Regions from separate parts of the Mus musculus genome. Here region 2 is linked to region 1. The links are chromatin contacts, called in public Hi-C maps. All regions are on one chromosome and are shown on one strand. The core of a region is the stretch at or near the end of the contact, and the rest is flanking DNA. Distances in the headings are between cores, read along the strand shown.

The links. A called contact is a pair of places that touch in the nucleus more often than the background predicts.
Region 2: a Hi-C map of bone marrow-derived macrophages shows a contact between it and region 1, with 16 read pairs. The contact joins two enhancer-like sites.

The regions. Positions count from the first base shown.
Region 1 is chr8:127,779,186-127,786,241 of GRCm38.p6, forward strand. No RefSeq gene overlaps it. Among named protein-coding and RNA genes, the nearest start is that of Gm32590, 23 kb to the right of the region's middle. Within about 2 kb of position 2,021, at least 6 of the 459 cell types and tissues checked have an H3K27ac peak or open chromatin away from gene starts, as enhancers often do. A contact at or near this core is called in bone marrow-derived macrophages, where this site is marked.
Region 2 is chr8:128,281,915-128,288,531 of GRCm38.p6, forward strand. All of the region lies in intron 1 of A930035F09Rik (a long non-coding RNA gene), which reads right to left. Among named protein-coding and RNA genes, the nearest start is that of Mir21c, 7.0 kb to the left of the region's middle. Within about 2 kb of position 1,652, at least 7 of the 459 cell types and tissues checked have an H3K27ac peak or open chromatin away from gene starts, as enhancers often do. A contact at or near this core is called in bone marrow-derived macrophages, where this site is marked.

The sequences.
Region 1 (7,056 bases), core at 771-3,270:
CCTGTTTTTATGGCTCTGTCTGATTAATGGAAGGAGTCCCTTTCTTCACTGTAATAAAAACCAGGCTGTCTTACAGTGAGTGCCCTTCGAAACAGAAATCAAGAGATGATTTGAGCAGAATATTAACGCTGCTCTTTTAGACTTCTGGGTTTTATCCTATTTTAATAAACTAATTTAAAGCTGATCTCTCTAAAACACAATCTACATTTGTGGAAATGTGAGTGTTTATCACAGGGTTTGATGGTGATCTCCTGACACTCTATTCAGGGAAAGCAGAGGGAAGGCAGGCAGCAACCATAGTCTTTTGTGCACTGTGTGTGCTTGAATGAGCCAGATGGATGCGTGATTAGATGAATTTGGGTTTCTCAGTCATTTTATTGCAGCTATTGTTATACTTTACAATTCATGGGCCATAATTTTTAATTCAAGAACAGAGCGGATCTCATCTTTGGGATAGCTTCTCGGTATCCACTGATGAGGTCTTTTAGAATAAGGCCATGATCCCAGAAAACAAGGGTTTCTTTTATTATGCATTGGTTTGATTTAACCACACCCAACAGGAAATCTTAACACTTCTGTTAATTAGGGTGTTTCCTGGGCAGCTCTGAGGCCCCAAAGCTCAGCAGGCATCAGAATTACTTTAATACCTTCCCCCTTTAAAATCCCCTTGTGAGCCAGGAGCCTGAGCTGCACTGTGGAAGTTCATCAGCTTACTCTGATAGAACTGTTCCTCTCCATTATTCCTCAACCTTTTGTGCAAGAACCATTCCCCTTCATCACTCCCCTTTCTCACAACATTTTGATTTCTCTCACACACTACAAAAATCCCCACCACACTTTGTTGTGTGAGCTTTGCCCCATGACTTCCATGTAGCACACCTTCAACCTCATTTCTATGTAGTTGAGCTTGGCTATAAGACAGGGTGCATGCAAATGAAAAGGAGAGAAAGGACCAGAGAATTGGAGGTGTGGTGAGGTCTGATAAGAACCCATGAGTCAGTTTCTTCAATGATGCAGCCATCATATGTTGCCTATGCGCTTATAAGTAAACCTTGACACACACTACAAAGCAACCCCAATTAAACTTATTGAATCATGCACACACAAAGGCATGGAAGCTGAAGTTGAAAGTTGGGAAGAGGAAGAGGGTCATTGAGAACAGAAGAATGATGTCATAATGAAACTCAAGAGCCAAGACAGTTAGGCGGGTGTCTTAGGGTTTTACTGCTGTGAATAGACACCATGACCAAGGCAAGTCTTATAAAAAACAGCATTTAATTGGGGCTGGCTTACAGGTTCAGAGGTTCAGTCCATTATCATCAAGGCAGGAGCATGGCAATATCCAGGCAGGCATGGCACAGGCAGAGCTGAGAGTTTTACATCTTCATCCAAAGGCTGCTAGTGGAAGACTGACTTCCAGGCAGCTAGGATGAGGGTCTTAAAGCCCACGCTCACAGAGACAGACGTACTCCAACAATGTCACACCTCCAAATAGTGCTACTCCCTGAGGCAAGCATATTGAAGCCATGAGCGTGGGTAAACCTACCAAGCTGACAAACATGATCTGAATTGAGTCACTGAGACTTACATGGAGGAAGCAGAGAAGTGACTTCCACAAATTGACTTCCTGACCTCCATACTCATGGTACTTCACATGTGCATACCCCTCCACACACACACACACAAGTAAAAGAAGAGGAAGAGAAAGAAGAAGGGTGAGGAGAAGGGAAAGGAGGAGGAGGAGGAGGAGGAGGAGGAGGAGGAGGAGGAGGAAAAAAAGGAGAAAAAGGAGGAGCAGTTGTGCTTTAGCTAAGGGGAAAACTAAGTTTCTGAGGTTAAAGATCTTCTATGACTCACAGAATAATCCCAATAAACTTCAGCTGACTGATACCCTCACCTTACAATGTAGTGATTATGAAGAATCCATCTCCAGGAAGTTGAATTTGACTGGCCCAAGGCCAGACAGCCAGTAAGGAAGGGATCCAGGAACTGAACAGAAGGAAGTTGGCCCTGGCAGCTGTGGTCACCATCATCTGTGCTCTACATTTACACCCAAACCATTCATTTTTGCCTGACAGCTCTCTTCCCCTGGGCCAATCTGCTGGAAATTCCCAGTGCTAACCACGTGCATGAGTGTTTTTTAAGTCATCCTTCTTGTGGGTCCTTGGGTGATATCACTTAATTTTTGATATTTTAAGAACTCTTTAGAAATCACATCTAAAATGCAGATTTGAGCTGGAGATGTAGCTTAGAATGTTTGATCAGCATGTGGAGTAGACCTAAATTTCATCCTCAGAACCATAGAAACTGAGTGCGGTACCCTTATAATCCCTACAGTCTGGAGGTAGAGGCAGGAAGGCCAGAAGTTCACCTCATCTTTGGCTACATCAATAGTTCCAGGCCAGCATAGCATATATGAGATGCTCTCTCAAAAGTGAAGAGAAATACAGATTTCCATTCTCAATACCTGAGAGAAGAGGATTTAAATGTTCTAAGAGGGGTCCCGAGATCTAGTGACTCTTGGTCACTGTGCTTTTGATGTCTCTGATCCTCTTGCCCTTGGTGGCCCCACTTCTATTGCAGAAGTACTGCACTTTGTTTTCTGGCATTACTGGGCTTTTCTGCTGGAGACTCCCTTCATGATGAATCTTCACCCTTGATAGTAAAACATCACTATAGTAAAACCACTCAATAGCTCTACACCTGGAGGTTGTGCTGTTCCTTTTGGAGAGCATCTTGACAATCATCATCTGATTAACAAATCACCTATGCTTTTAAATACAGAAGCAAGAACTTTATGAGTGCATTATGCTTGAACATTTTGTTTGAACCTTTCTTAATTAGCGTAATTACTAAAATATGTGCCAGGACATGATATTTTAAAAGTGAGGAACCACTTTTAAAGGGAAAACTTGGGCTAGAAAACATGATAGGATAGAAAGATGTAGTTCAATGGAAGCATGTGCTTAGCATCTATGGAACTTTGGGTTGGGTCTTCAGAACCAAAGTGTATATATAGATACACAAGATTGAGGTGGGTTGCATTTATACCAAGTATCTGCTGTGCAATACAACATATATTGCTAGACTTGAACAGATTAGCAATCGTCTTCTGATTAACAAATCACCCATGCTATGAACTTCCTTCTTTAACTTTTAAAAAACCTTTTATTTACTAATCTCTTGATTCCCCATTTGTACTGTAGCTTGTGACCTTCCTAACAATTTAAGCAAACAGGCAAAGTGATCAGTGCCATGATTCTTCATGATAAAGCACTGCCCAGGAGTTTGAGTAAGACCCAAGAGAGTTGGTAAATGCCATAATACCGGAATGAAGCTATGGTGGTAATTTCACAGTGAGTTCATCTGATGTCACTTGGACCCCCTCTATCTAATTCCTCAGTATAGTGGCAAAACCAATGACATAAATGTAATACATGGAAATACTGGTGAATTCTCCAGTGGCCATAGATGCATTTAAAGAGTGTAGTCTATAGGATAGGGGTCAGAAAACTATCTATTACTGTCTTTAATATTTGCTGTTGATTGCACAGGGGGGGTATATTGTGGCATGTTAAAATTATACAAAATTCAAATCTCAGTTTCCATAAATCTCATCAAATTTCACTATATTTATTTTCAAGTGACTTAAAGGTTTTTAGACTGTGTCAGCAAATTAGACCATTGTGATAGAAACCATATGTTCCATAAGGTCTAAGTCTAGATCTTCTGGTCCTTACAGACTTGCCCTGTCATTCTGATTAGTGAGAAGGGATGGACTTCAATCCTGCCTTTCTTGGCTGGCCTTTGCTTGAGACACAAAGGTAGTAGGTAACATGTTAAAGATGTTAGAGAAAGAGGTGTTATTTCTCTCTCTATTAATGTAGAAATCTGTTTTGAAACAGGCAGCTGAGCTGTGCGTTGTGTAAGGACACTCCTTCATGGTGGAACACAGAGAGTTCCATGGCATTTGTTCCATGAGTACAATGGCTGCAGGCACACATACACATGGAAAGAAAGGAGCTATTAAACCAGCAGGATCAGCCAGCAGACATTGTCCTCCATTATCCGCTGTCTGCTACTTGGTATCTAATTTCTCCTTTGGCAGCCATGTCTGATGGATAGGTAGGGAGCAAACACCAGAGGTTTAAGGACAATATGTGTGGAAAAACAAACTACTTGCTAGTCATTAATTAGATCTTTTTCTAAGAATGACTGTGTCTAATGTGGTTGGTTTTACTTATGGAATAAATTTCCCAGCTTAAAAGTTCATTGTTTTATGCAAACAGTTGTTGAATGACTAGTTTATAGCTGAAGAGAATTTTGACTTCATCGTTACATATCTGGTGTCTGAAATTTCACAGGGACAGGAGAGTGTAGAAATGACTCAATTAGCAACAAGCATCTCTATAACTCTTATCACAATAACAAACTTCACACAGTCTGGCGTCTACATATGTGTGTTCCTCGAAGTGCAAAATGTAAACATCGCTAACTAAGCTGTGCTTGGTTCACTGGAGCAGGCATGTAGCAGTCTCCCAAGCATAGATGTCAGCGTGACAACAAAAATCTCAAGATGTTCTTCCATTAAAAAAAAAAATTAGAATATAAAACTTGGGTAGGGTAGCTCCCCACTAAGGTTCTGAGAGTCCAGAGAAGGCTGTGCTGGTTTTGGCTGTCGATTTGTGTTTAAAGATGCCACTGATAATTCATAGCCAGGAAATGCCTGCCTGACTTGTGGACCCCTGGTGCTAATCGGATCCACTGGTTCCTGTAAAGTCCCTGCCTGTCATCAGCTCAGCAGTAGATGACACTGAAGCTCTGAAGACTCTAGTAGTAACTTAAAAATAGCCTGTCTGGTATCTTTCCATTTTAGTACTAGGCAACAATTTTGAGTTTTTAAAGGTGGAATTCAGCTCTTTTATGGTCTCTATATAACCTTTCATCGGGAGGAAAGCTTTTAAAGAATGAGGCCAAGTTCCATCCTGAAAGACATCCGTTCTTCTAGAAAAAACCAGTTAGAATTCAACTACTCTAACATGTGGAGCTGCCCCAGGAGCTTTAGCACAATAATTCTGTGATTCTTGTTCCCTAAGAATGAACTTCTTGTTTCTGGAATAAAGTCCTCCATCTCCTGAATGGAGAGCCCATCTCTTGGATGAGAAGCCCATCTTTGGTATGAAGAGCCCATCTTTGGAAGCCAAGTTAGGAATATAAGGCAGAGATCCAGTTGCTAGCCACCTGGGGGCTCTGGCTGCTACCTGCAGAACCTGTTTCCTTGGGGCTGTTTTCTGAGTTTCCTTAGCTTGGAAGCTTGCTGTTTGTCCACATGGTGGGAGATCCTGTGGTCTTAGAGCAGAGGCTGGCCCATGATGGTGCCCTGACCTTTGGGAAATGAGTGCTTTAGGATGTGTTCCAGCACACACAGCATTGATGTTCTCTGCTAAGCAGAAGAGAAGTGGCAGGTGTCCTTTCTAAACGTGCACCATAAACAGCCATTGCAGTGCAGGGTTTTGGGTTGCTCATCCAAGGTCTCTCAATACCTCCAGTTGGGTAGAGACCGTGGAAGCAGCTGGGGTCGTTGTCTGAACATTTGTATGCTAATGGTGTCAGAAGAACTTTGTTACACATGTACTCTTACTACATGCATACAGCAGGAAAAGTTGCCCTCCCTCAAACAAGCTCCTCACTAACTTCAATATGCCATGAGGACCTAGAAGTTATGACAAAATGTGGTGGTAAAGATAAACTTGAGTTCCAGAAGCAAAATTTCCAGAGTGTTCCAGGACACCCTTGCCCTAATTGGATGCTGACCGCTCTATTCCCATTGGCCAAAGCCAGCACTGATGGTTTCATGGATGCCATTTGGGATCTTGCAGTCCTTGGGACCACAGAGCATTTTATCCAGGCACCAAAATAGACAGCAAGGAAGGACTTGCTAAACCTCTCAGCCTTGCCTTCTGTTCCTCAGATACCAGGGGACAGTCCCTCTGAGATGTCTTTTTGATGCCCTAGCTTGTTTATACTGGAATAATGCCAGCAACTTGTTTCTTCCCCTAGTAATTGGTAACATTCTCATCTTGATTCTTTAAAAAAAATTATTTCTTGAGCTATTCCATCCTCCCTAATAATTTCTGAGCCAGCCTCCTGCTATGGCACCTTGACCTCCTCCTTGATGTTTCCTGAGATCCCAGGAAACAGGAAGTTTGCCAGCAGGAAGTTGAGAGCTTCCTATACCTCTGCTTCTTAGACTCTGTTTTGCTAAACTTTGCTCAAAGGCTCCTCTGCATGCTTCACTGTTATTATCCACTTTCTTTATTATTTTTCTCAGCCCTTTAACTGATAGATAATATTAATTGTATAATAAAGATGGAATGGGGTACAGGGGTGCCCCCTTCCCATGGTATTCACTGTGAGTAGATAGATGTTAAGCCTGGGGCATGTCTAGTTACCAGAAGATACAATGAGAGAGAGAGAGAAAGACAGAGAGAGAGACAGAGACAGAGACAGAGAGAGACTTCCAAGAAGATGGAGATGCTGCCATCCTAAGATCTGAGATGGAGCAGCTGTGGAGAAGAAAATGCAGATTTCACTAGATGAGATCCTTGACTTGAACTTATTTCCTCTCAGGCAGCAACTTTGGTGACATCTCTTTACTCTTACCACTGATTCTCTTATCAGGGCTGGAAGATACCCTTAAAATCACCTTGCTTGGCTTCCATTAAGTTAGACAAGAAGATCCTAGCCCGAGAGAGATTTTCCCCTTTAATCTTCAGAGGATCTGCGGATCTAGGGTCCCAGGCTAAGGCTGTTCTCCAGTAGACAATAGGAGAAGGCTGTGGAACCCAGCAAATGGCAAATCCTCCTGAGGCAGCTGCTTCTATGAGTGAGCAGACAGAAAGGTGTGTTCAGTGTGCCAAATGGCAAGGGAAGGAATTTGCAGCACAGGAGAAGAAGTGAAAGATAAACCTTCAATTACTTTTCCTTTTCTGGAGGAAAATGGAAATTAGCATAGCATGCAACACCAAATTAAGTGATTTGACTTGGAAGCTGCAG
Region 2 (6,617 bases), core at 402-2,901, 500 kb after region 1:
CATGGCTTGTTTAATCAACTTTCTTATAGAACTCAGGAATACCAGCCCAGAGATGGCACCACCCACAATAGGCTGGGCCATCCCCTATTTACCACTAATTAAGAAAATACCCTACAGCTGAATCTTATGGGGCATTTTTCTCTCAATTGAGGGTCCCACCTTTTAGAGGATGCTAGCTTGCATTAAGTTGACATAAAATTTGCCATGGCACTCTTCAAATCTCCTTAGCCATTTCTACACATCAGTAGTAGTGGCATACACACACACACACACACACACACACACACACACACATGTATGTATGTCCCAGACTGACCAAGATTGCCAAGAAACCTTCATCTTCAATGGGAATGTGAAATAGCAGAGTCATTATGGAAAAAATTATGATTTACTAGAAAACTAAGCACACACATAAGGTCCAGCAGAATAAGGAGAATAAGGACTTTATTCTGGACAAATCAAAAGGTAGGCTCACACAAGAGCCTGTACACAAGTATTTTCTGGGACTTTGATTAATTCTAAGCCTGTGAGCAAATGTCTTTCAAAGGGTAGATGTAAAGTGAACTATGGTATTCAACAATGAGAACTCCTCTATACTTGTTAGTGCAGACACAAGTCTGATGGGTTGCCAGGGGATTGTTCAAAGTGGAAAAGCTGATATCACAGTTTACATGTGCCATCACTCCATTCCCAGAAAGAGTCTATAATAAGCAAATGATGGAAATGAAAAACACATAAAGAAAGAAGGGACTGGAAGTAAAGCTCACTGGTAGAGCTTTTACCTAGAGTATTGAAAATCCTGAGGTCTACCATCCAGCTCTGCAAAAGCAAATAAGTAAACAAGCATGATGCCAAGAGCTAGGAAGCAAGGGAAGGAATGGGAGTGGCCATGGCAACAGACTCCCCAGTGGTGTATCCTTGTCATGAGACTGCCATCTCGACTGGGGGAAGGAGCCACACCAACGTGTACAAACTTCAGTGTGCACACAAGTAAGTAAGCACACATAAGATGAAGCTCTGGACAAGGCTTGTGGAAAGCATCAGTGTTCATTTCTTAATCCTGTTGAGCACAGTGGGGTTTGGGAGTAAACAGGATCCACTTCCTTTTTTTCAACAAACTGCTTGGAGATCTCCAGTCAGCTCAAAATGACAAGCTCATCACAGAACATCATCTGCAAGCTGTGGCTGGCCCAGACCTAGTCTTAGATTAATAAGCGTGTGCTTCTGAGATGTGCTTGTCCTTGGGAGATGAAGCTTTAGATGGGGGACTCAAGAAATGGGGAAGGTAGCTGGGCATAGTGGTGCATGCCTTTAATCCCAACACTCAGGAGGCAGAGGCAGAGGCAGGTAGATTTCTGAGTTTGAGGCCAGCTTGGTCTAAAAAGTGAGTTCCAGGACAGCCAGGGCTATACAGAGAAACCCTGTCTCGAAAAACAAAAAAGAAATGGGGAAGGGGTTTGCCATCATACTTTGTGTCCCCCCTTTCCCCTCTTCCACAGGATCACTAAGTCCCGCTTATTGTACAGTCATCAGAGCCATCTCAAACAGGTCAGCAAATTGTCTTGTTAAATGAAACACACATGCATGCATGCACACAAGCACACACACATGCGAGTGCACACTATAGACAAGAGTGTAAAGGAGGTAGGAAGGAAAACAAAAAAGAGGAAGTGTTCCATCTGAGACTTTAACCCTGATACTTTGTCTTCAAGGACTCTTCTCAAAACCTGTCCCAGGAATTTCTGATTTACATGCTGCCCTTCATTGAGTAAGCCATTTAATTAAGCCACTACAACTGGTCCATGGGAGATTCTAAATCATTATTCCCATGTCATCTTTTCCTAACATGACAAAAACAAACAAACAAACAAACCTGGGTTCTGGACTCAGTTGGCCTCCACTTTCTACTTAACACCAGCCCTGCAAACTAGCCCTCAGCATCCCAACACTCCAGGTTCCCTCCCTATCACACACCTGCTAGCATTTGGTCCAGCACAGAAGGGTCCCTGCTCTGGCATGGGAGCCCCTCCCACATCCCATCTGTGTCTGTTCCTGATCCTGTTGGCTGTTTTTTTTTTTCCTGACAGCCTCAGTCCTGACCCTTCCTGGGTTCCTTCCCTGACATCGCCCCCCCCCCCCTCCAGCTGCTGAAACCACACCTTACCCTTGCTGACCCAGATCACATCACACCCTCTCTTCTATAAGATTTTGCATTTACCCTCACAAGTTGGGTAGTTTTATGTTTGCAATTGTCTGTTATTCTCATCATTTTAAGGAGATTGTAACATCTTTGAAGGCATTGGCTGGGTCTCAGAGTTCTTTGGATTACCAGTTCAAGCAATGTTGCAGTGTAAGGGACAATAAGAAGTATATGCCCCTCCAGCATGGAGAAGTTTGAGGGGTAATGTATGCAAGGGTGTGGAGGTTAGTGTGCTAGAAGGGCAAGATGAATAGTGAAGGATAGGGAAGGCACCAAAGGTAACTTCTTGACAGGAGCTAAGGATTCTGGTGAAGTAGCAGCAACAAACACCTTAACATTTAGAGATAGTTAGATGGCTCAGTTGATAAAATGCTTGAAGCACAAGGTGAGGTCCTGAATTTGGTCCCCATAACCCACATTAAAAACGCAGGTGTGGTGGTGCACACTTGTAATTCCAATGTTGGGGCTTGCTAGCATGCAAGTTTCAGGCCAATCAGCAACCCTGTCTCAAAACACAAGATGGGCAGCACATGATGAATACCAAGGTCCCCTTTGGCTTCTAAGTGAGTTTGCAACCTGTTCACAGGCACAGGAAATCACAAGCCAGTTTTTGCCATCCCTAAATCCTCAGCAGTATCTTTCGTGTCCCAATCAGAGCCCCAGGTGCTGTTTTCACACACCAACCTTCCTAATCATGTCCTCCTGCTCCTTTGAAATATAATTTGCCAATCCAGCCCAGAACTTCAAAGCCCAGTCAGTGCCCAGTGCTGGTGAGAGGAAAGTCTGTGACTACTGGTCCTTCCCCTACCATGCTGAATCCTATCCTGAGCTCAGTCCTGTCCTTACTTTACAGTCTCATTTTTGGGTAAAACGGTCGTTTCCTCTGGGTAGTTGCAGACAGGGAGGATGTGAGTTCAATGTGGTGAAACGGCAGGAGATCCATTGGTTTCCTTAAAGCTCTTCTTGGCCAGAGCCCAGAGGTAATTTGTGTGTGTGATATATTGCCCTATAGTATTGGAAAACACCATGCTGGTCTGTGTTTGCTAGTTTATGAAACTGCAAGAATGTGTGGACTGGGATTCTCTCCCAGGTGCTATGAAACATCTACTGGTTTGAATTTTCTTTGTCTTTTGGGGTCTCTGAGGATTGAGAGAGTCCAAAACCTTCCCCACATTCCCACCCCTATAGACTCACAAGGATAGTCTACTGGCTGTGAGCCCAAGAGCAGAGAGCCTTTGAACACACACCCTTGCTTGCTGATCTCCTGGCTTCACAGACTTGCCTTCTCCAGTTTGATTTCAGTGGGAGCTACAGAATACCTTTGTATGCGTGTTTCCATTCACCTTGCTTTACACTGAGATAACAGCTCGTACTTTCAGGCAAAAGTATTCCAAACCGCGTGTTATGAAATCCTTAACAGAAGCACATTAAAACCGGACTCTAGGGTGTAGAGTAAGTCATTTGAAACAGATTTACACTGAAAAAAATTAATTGAAAGGATTTACTTTTTTCAAAAATATGTACAATCAACTGACCTGGAGGTATAACTATACGCAATACCCTTGCTTTAAGGTTACCCTCGGTACAAAGCGACAGGCTACTTGTTTGTTTAGCTCTTGTGATAAATTCCATTTTTTCCAAGTGTGATATAAACTTCTGGGGACATATCTATCAGCAAGCAAGGATGGTGTAATAGGTTTTTGTGAATCTAATATATGTGCCATGGGAGGTAGTGTTTAATTGGGCCTCCATACTCCTTTTATTCCAAGAAAGCTATCCTACTGCCAAGCTTTTGTCCAAATTGAGATTGCTAAATGATATAATTATAGTTATCATTTTTCTCCTTTAATAAATCCCTTCTCCAGTCTTAGAGTCCATTAAAGGTGAAACAAAAACAAAACCATTTCCTAAAATCACCTTTCATTACTCAGGTATCTTCTTGAAAACCCTAATCAATTCCTTTCCTGAAGCCTTTCTGTAATTAGGTGTGGAGTATCTGCTTCTTATTCATTCATTCAGACAACAGACATCTTCTCTGCAAACTCTCATTTCTCCCTTCCAATTTGGGCTTTGCAAGCAAGCCTGCTATTTATTCCTGGGACTGATCGATGTCTCTCAATTTAATCCTCAAATAATTATATTCAAACACCCAAAGAGCACAAATGTAGCAGCCTAACTATTTAACTCAAATTCTAAATCACTAGCTATTCATGATTATGGTCGTAATGAGTTTTTAGAGCATATATTATCATTATTTAACAGCAGAAAAGGGGTCGGTGTTTCTTTCCCTCACTAAATCAAAGATGACTAAGGTTAGCATTCTACCAGACCCTTCAGGTGACCTGTGGGTGTTGAGCAGGCACTGGGGTTGCCCCTCTTCTTCATTAATGGAGGCTAAGGAAGAGAGTGAAAAGCAAGATGGGCCCAGTGACTTAGGGTTGTTTTTTTGTTTTGTTTTGTTTTTTTGCTGACATGATGTCCATGCACTTACACAGGTTGAACTGGGAATATAAATAGAGCTGGGGTTTGGAGGTTTGCTTTCTTGGTTTTGTCTTGGCTTTTTGTTTGTTTTGTTTTTGTTATTGTTTTTATTTTTGGTCGGTCTCTCTCTCTCTCTCTCTCTCTCTCTCTCTCTCTCTCTCTCTCTCTCTGTTTTCTCAGATACCATACACTTAATTGTTTTTTTTTTTTTCTGTGTAGCCCTGGTTGTCCTGGAGCTCACTCTGTAGACCAGGCTGTCCTCAAGTTCAAAAATCTGCCTGCCTCTTCCTCCCAAGCACTGGGATTAAAGGTGTTTACCCCCACTGCCCGCCATACACTTAGTTTTTTGAAACACTGGAACCTGGAGCTCACTGAGTCACCCAGACTATTTAACCAGTGAGCCCTAAGGACATGTGTGTCCCCACCTCCATAGTCTGTAGATTACAAGTACATACCACCATGCTGGCTGTATACACGAGTTCTGGACATTGACCACTTATGGAGCAAAACCTTTACCAATTGAGGCTGTTCCTAAACCCCAAATAAAGAAGCTGTGAGAACAGGGATACACGCTTCATGGCTACACATGCACACATACGCATATACACATAAGCATGCACACACAGACACATACACACATACATATGCACATGTATTCATAGACATACACACACACACACACACACACACACACACACACACACACACACAATGGAAGAGAGAGGGAGGGGATAGAGAGAGAGAGAGGCTCAAACAGGTTCACTATCTCTGTGTGCCTTCCAGAAGAGAATACCTCACTCATGCTATCCCACTGCCCCCAATCACTGCTACCCATGGGCAAAACATGGGATAGAGGCCTTACAACCACCCAAGCACTATCCCACATTGGGTGGGTACACAGAAGCCCTAACTCCCAAGGATGCGCAGCTTCCTGTTCATGACCCAAGCCTAGTGATCTCTTTCTCAAACCTAGCCACTCCATATACCACACCTCTATATTCCTGTCCCAAGCACTACACATATACACTCCTGTCCAGAGCCTATCAGCTGCCCAGTTCCAAACTGTTGTCTCTAGCATGGCAGACCCTGGGTTTCTGGGCTGCTTAACTTTGTTCTTGGATATTCCCAGCTGGTCATTTGCCTCACTTTTGGCTTCAGAGGATGTCTCTTCCCTCCTTCCCAGAGGTGTTAGTATAAGCCAAGCCAGGGTACCTTACTGAGCCTCCTCTCTTCCTGGCTGCTCTGTGGATGGTCACCACATGTTTGACCCCAGGAGGCACCCCTCTGTTGGTTCCTCTTAGCATTGTGCCACAGTAGAGTAAGGCTGCTTGGTTAAACCGCATTTGTAGTGATCCTGGGCATGGCAGGCAGTGTTGTTAATGTCTCCTCACATCACAGTGGACTCTGTGAAACTTGAGGACATCTGGGAAAGTCTATTCTTCCACTGGCTCTCAGTTTCTTGCTTTTAGTTATTTATGAATTTGTTTGTTTGTTTGTTTGTTTGTTTGTTTTTGAAGTACTGGAGATTGACTATATATAGTCTGTCATGTTAGGTACATGTTCTGAACTGAGCTATAGGCTCAGTTTTCTTTCTCCCTCTCTCCTATGTATGCATTAATTAATAAATGTCTATTCACATGTGAGTGGGAACACATGTATGTGAAAGACATGCTGATAATGAGGGTCTTTCTCCATCATCCTCCATCATACACACACACATACATGTGCACTATATATACACATACACATGCAGATTCTCTTGCCATACAATGAATTTTCAGTTTAGGTTAGTCTGGCTAGCCAGCCTACTTGAAGGACCACCTGTCTCTCCACCTACCAAGCACTGGAATTTCAAGAAGGCCACCCACACAGTTTATACACAGATTTGGAAGACCCAAACTCTGCATTTTATGTTTACACAACAAGTGTTTTACAG